Linked DNA regions of Mus musculus: region 1 is linked to region 2. The links are chromatin contacts, called in public Hi-C maps. All regions are on one chromosome and are shown on one strand. The core of a region is the stretch at or near the end of the contact, and the rest is flanking DNA. Distances in the headings are between cores, read along the strand shown. Region 1 overlaps Ttll11 (tubulin tyrosine ligase-like family, member 11). Region 2 overlaps Dab2ip (disabled 2 interacting protein).

Region 1 (2,700 bases), core at 128-2,627, 170 kb before region 2:
GATGTGGCTTATGTCCATAATCCTAGGACTTAGGAGGCTGAGGAGGGAGGATTGCCTAGAGTTCAAGGTGAGCCTGGGCCATAGACAAGGCCCTGCTTCAAAACATAAACAAACATGAAAAAACTTTAAGCTTTTTAAGCTCACAATTTGGAGTATTCAAAGGCACAGCAATGGTAACAGCTGTGCTCTGGTGAGGGTCCTCTTAAGGAAAGTGGAAATGGTGGGAGAAAGTGGTCAGGCCTAGATACACAGTGTATGTAGGGTGCGGCCAGGTTCAGGTTAGCATCACACTCTCCTGAGAATAGCCCTAATCACTGCCAAGGGCATCCCGCAACCAGCCAACGGCCCTGCCACTAGATCCTACCCCTCAAAGGCTTCTTACTACTTCCCAGGCCACTAACCTGGGGCCAAGTCCCCATCACATAGGCACTCAGGGAACAAACATGTCCAGACCATAGCAAGACAGGACAGCGATGGGAGCCAGTACACATCCTCTTTTCTATGAAGTAATCCTAGTACAGGAGGAGACAGACAGATTCGTACTGTCTTCTGAGCCTCTGTAGGTCTAATCTGACCTATTTTGACCATTCTTGGAAACCAAGAAGATCTTTGAAACAGCAAATTTTCATATGCTAATCTATGATAAAATATCATTACAAAGTAAAAGGCTTTTGTTTTCTGCTAGAATGACTTGAGCATCAGTGAGCAGATGAGGTGAGAGTCTGGGAAAGCGACGAGCCTTTCCTGTGTCCATCAGGATCAGCCACAAAGATCTAGTCCATCAGTTAATCCAGATGGTCTTGAATAGTGTCCGTGAGGCTCTGTGCACCCAAGGAGAGCTGGGCCACTCTATCCCAGCCTTGAAGGAGGGAAGTAAACAATTGTGTCACTGTTGGGCCCTGACAGTCGCAGGACACACACCCTCTGGGCATCTTTGAGATAGCCGTTGGCACTGTTCTGTGGATACTCCCTCAAAGACTCATGGGCCAAGGTCATGCAAGATGTGTTACAATTACCGTTTCTCAGCTCATACTGCTGAGTGCCCTGTGACCTTCAGCACTGCCAAGGTTGAGGGACTAGTCTGCTGGGCACCATTCCAAATTCTGTAGCTGTAGCCTAAGTAATTGTAGGGACGGTGACAGCTCACTCGCTTAAGGGCCATCGAACTCCCATCCTTAGCTGTGGACCAAGTCATGGAGGCACAGCTCTAAGTTCAGTAGAAGCCCCGATAGAGTAAAATGGTTTTTAGTTGCACTGGAACCAGCTGGTTAGAGATAGGTGTGACATCTGAAGAGTCCTTCCTGTAGAGAGCAGGAGCCTGGGGGGGGGGGGGGAGAATAGGAGCAGCCTGCAGTAGCTGTGTGGATTTGCAGAGAGATGAAGTGCTAGAAAGGTTGACGATTTGCTTGGAAGCAGGGTAGGCAGACTCCCTGCTTACCTCCCAGAGACAACCATGGAGTGGGGGTGAGGGAAACATGGAGGGGGGGCGTTGGTCTGTGTCCTACAGAAAAAGGTGACAGTCCCCAAGATGGGCAAAATCAATGTGAGGCAAGGTGCCTGCAGGAATGGTTGTTAGAAAGGAGCACTTAGAACAAAAGTCCTGAGCCCCATCCCTGCTCTCGTCAACTGGCTGGCATGGAGCTAGGACCCACCAGTAAAGAGGCCAGGAGCTCAGAACGAAGGCTTGAGAGCAGAACCGTTTTTATGAGGGTGACAGCAGGAAGAGCAGCGCCACAGGAAGGGAATCAGCCCTGTTCTGGACAGGTCAGCTGTAAAGCACGCGTCAGCGCTCAGGAAATGTCACCATTATCACCGTGGTCATCATCACCGCTTTCACAGCTGTCAGCTCATCCGTCAGCAGCACACACTGCTAAAGGTGAGGTCTTGTGGGGAAAGCGGAGCAGTAGAGAGGAAAGGGAGAGAGCAGCCCTTCCTCCACCTCTCTTAGAAGCCAACACAGAGGCATTTGTGGGTACCCAGCTCTCACATTTGTGACAATGTGTCGACTTGAAGGTTTCCTAAAATTAACTGCAATTTCAGAAGTGAGGTGCAAGCGCCAGTTATGCCTGGCAACCCTGAGGTCCCTACTTGAGAGCTCTCACACACACTAAGACAATGACAGGCACTGCACCGTTAAAATGTTTTAATGGAGAAAAATGGATGTGAACAGCAGCATCTTAAATGCATTAGTTTTCGACATTGTGAAATTAATTGGCTCCCAAATATAGCCCTCTCCTGTAGTAAGTGGAGCTCCGGAGAGCCTCCAGTTTTCTCACTGCCTGTAGCCAACATCTCTGGGTTCCATGGTGAATAAAGGCCTCTTTGTTTAATTAGAGTTGAATAGTGTTTGAATAAGTTGGTAATCCAATTAAAATTATATTTGCAGTTTATGCAAAATTTAAAAAAAAAGTGACTTGTTCAGCAAATGTCTTATAAAGCTTGCTCTGTATGTAGCCTGCAGTGAGCTGGAGGCGGGGTCTCAGTGTGGCCTAGGAAACAGGCTGGGCTCTCAGAGAGCCCTGGCCTCCAGCATGACACCAGCACACAGCATGGGGAGAGATGGTTCAAGGTGCTCTCAGGGCTCAGAGGAAAGTGTTTGCTGTGCCTCAAGAAGGGGACACTTCAGTGCGCTCTGAGGAGAAGAGGAAGATGCCACTCTAAAAGGGATAGAGAAGATCTGAAGTGCTGACGTTGGGGGCA
Region 2 (2,700 bases), core at 186-2,685:
TCTGCTCTCTCAGTTTCCAAGTCTTAGTAACATTTCCTTGTGGGGAGAGGTGACAAATTACTCACACAGAACATGGGACCAGAAAAGGGCTCTTGGTTTCACAGTGGCCAAGCCAACAGGAAATGAGCAAACAGAGCCCATGGAGTCCATGCTCTAAGCAGCAGGGTGTGACTCCAAGACGGGCCTTCTACCACCAGTTTCATGGTCCTGCATGGGGCAGGCAAGACAGCCACTTCCAAACTACAACTGAAAGCAGATGTGCTTCATTCAAATGCTCCTCCAACTGGAAGCCCTCCTAGATTTCTTCCAAGCAGGAAGCCATTCCCTGACAGTGGACTTGCATTTTTGTTCTGAGATAAGACCTCAATCTGTAGCCCAAGCTGGCCTTAAATTCAAGATGCCACAGCCCCAGGCTCTGGAGCATGGCTTACTGTGGACACAATGAGCTCTTGCCGCCACTTGTGCTTCTCCTAGTCATCCTATCTTCTTGTAGCAAACAGGGCCCTGGGGCAGGACTATTTGCTCTGTGTGACAGTCACAGGATGGGGTCACAGCTAACAAGAACAGTGGCTGGACTATGTCCTAAGTTGGGTTCCCATCCCCACCAGCTATCTGGCCTTGGAGAAGCTGAATCTTCCACACCCTCCCAACCCTAACTAGAGGTGCACACAGACTTAAAACAAACAGTCCTGAGTACCCAGCCTTCCTGAATAGGCCCTATCTACCTCAGCACTGCCCTCACCTTCATAGCCGTGTCAGCAATTCAGGATTCTTCCCTTCCTATGGCCACACCCTCCTGCCTGGTTACTCTACCTTCCAGAGGCCAGCTTGGACCTTCCCATTTAAGGTAAATCTTCCCCATTTCCTGGCCCCTAGCCACAAGAATATGCCAATACCCTCTCCGCTACCCTGGGTTCTTATGGGGCCTGCATGTTACTTCTTGACCTCCAGGTCTTCACTGAGGGTCTATCCATCTCTGGTTCAAGACTAAGAACTCCATACTACACACTGAACACCCACACACCCCCTCTAGGCCAGGCTTCTCACTGGGCTTGGGGCCCTGGCATCATCTGAAGATGGCCTTACCGACCAGGTAAGGGTCTCTGTAGGACTCTGGAAAGCACCAGCAAGAGCTTCCCTTTGCTGTGTGACAAAAAAGTGAAGGCACTTCGAGGTCCTGCCTTATCCTCGTTGTCACCATGAATAGACTGGGACTGCTGAGGAGGTGCACCTCTGGGTAGGTGGATATTTCCAAGGAGGAGGCACAGAGGGAGAGGAAACTGTCCCACTGGCAGCCTACAGAAAGAAGAGGGAGCCATCTCTTGTACCTGCTTTCTAACCGGCCATGAAGCAAACAACACTCCCCTGCCTGAGTCTATCCCTAAGCCGAGCTTGTCAAGAATCCAGGGGCCAATGTCCAATGGCAGACGTAATACATAATCCGTGACCTCTTCCTCTGCTTGTACCATGCATCTGGTCACAGCAACAGAAAGCAGCCCAGTTACCTATGCTGCTCTTCTTCCCATGGGCTGTTCTTTACAGACAGGCAACCCCTTCTGGAGGAGACGCTGCTACAACCTGGGGACCACCTCAGGATGAGTCTACAAGTCATGCAGGTGAGCACCAGCGAGGGACCCCTGCAGAGGAACCAGCCAGGCTGGGCTGTTCCAGGGCAAGGGCCTCATAAGATACTTTCTATCTACACTCAGCTCCTGGCAGGACGAGAGCTTGATGTTAGATGGAGGGCCGACTCCAGGAAGCAGTTTCCACACACCCCAGCTGTTAATTTATGTGAGCACACCCATGCATGTGTGGCTTTATCATCACCAACAAAAAACAAATGTGTCCTGGCACCTACTCTGTGCCAAGCCCAGAGCGAGGTATTTTACATACATTATCTCCTTACACCTCCAAGGGCTCTAAGCATGGGTACCCACACAACACCTGCCTAAAATGAAGCTGAAGCACAGAGGCATAGGAGTGATACCCAAGGTCACACAGATAGTTACTAGTGGGGCCTATTGTCTGCCTCCAGACTCCCTTACCACGAACTGTGTGGGAGCTTAAGGAAAGTCGGCAGTCTACAGCCCTGAATTCCTTTCCTCTTAGGAGCCCCATTTCCTCTAGAGAAGCCCAGCAAGCTCACAGCCTCTGGCTGCCTCTGCCCCCCACCAGCCTGAATGTATCCCTCACCTGCCAGGCCTCCATATAGGGCTTTGTGGTGATCACTGTGGCTGGCATAGAAACCTGGAACCTTTCCCTCCGCTGAGATTTTAACACATGTTGGCTCTCTAAATGTAATGTTTCCATTAAAGGCTTTCGTGGGAGTAAATCCCCACCCATGTGACACCTCTCCGAAAATACAGAGTAAATTTACTTGAACAAGCCATGAGACATGGTCAGTATTTCCCTTCCTTGGCTGTCACATTGCCAAGTGCTGGGCAGCAATGCACGGTGTGCCAAGGATTAGATTTTATCATGAGGCAAAGGACAGGGTGACCATAATCTATTCATAATGGCTGTGCTACTACCATTCGGTGCTCAATGCACCCCATTCTTAAGTCTGACTAGTGCCTCACTTGTATCCCTAAGTCAGCTGTTACTCAGTCCCCAAATCCTGTCCCTAACTCCACTACTGTGGGTCCCAACCATCACTCTATGTCTACACTAGGCTACAAGTCAAAGTTCAAACACGCTTAT

Evidence for each region. Hi-C and Micro-C count contacts between places; a contact is called where the count stands out from the background.
Region 1: a contact with region 2 is called in a Hi-C map of Sertoli cells, with 2.2 times the contacts expected there. The contact joins two enhancer-like sites. A contact is called at or near these places in 1 of 39 promoter capture datasets (embryonic stem cells), 1 of 484 Hi-C or Micro-C datasets (Sertoli cells), 7 of 115 datasets of contacts at active chromatin or transcription factors (the SCID.adh cell line, embryonic basal ganglia, embryonic fibroblasts and 4 more) and 3 of 9 other capture datasets (adipose tissue, macrophages and pancreatic islet).

What each region holds. Positions count from the first base shown.
Region 1 is chr2:35,859,683-35,862,382 of GRCm38.p6, reverse strand. All of the region lies in intron 6 of Ttll11 (tubulin tyrosine ligase-like family, member 11), which reads left to right. Among named protein-coding and RNA genes, the nearest start is that of Gm10829, 20 kb to the right of the region's middle. Within about 2 kb of position 1,377, at least 22 of the 459 cell types and tissues checked have an H3K27ac peak or open chromatin away from gene starts, as enhancers often do. A contact at or near this core is called in Sertoli cells, where this site is marked.
Region 2 is chr2:35,687,491-35,690,190 of GRCm38.p6, reverse strand. The region is part of intron 3 of Dab2ip (disabled 2 interacting protein); the gene reads right to left. Among named protein-coding and RNA genes, the nearest start is that of Dab2ip, 67 kb to the right of the region's middle. Within about 2 kb of position 1,435, at least 18 of the 459 cell types and tissues checked have an H3K27ac peak or open chromatin away from gene starts, as enhancers often do. A contact at or near this core is called in Sertoli cells, where this site is marked.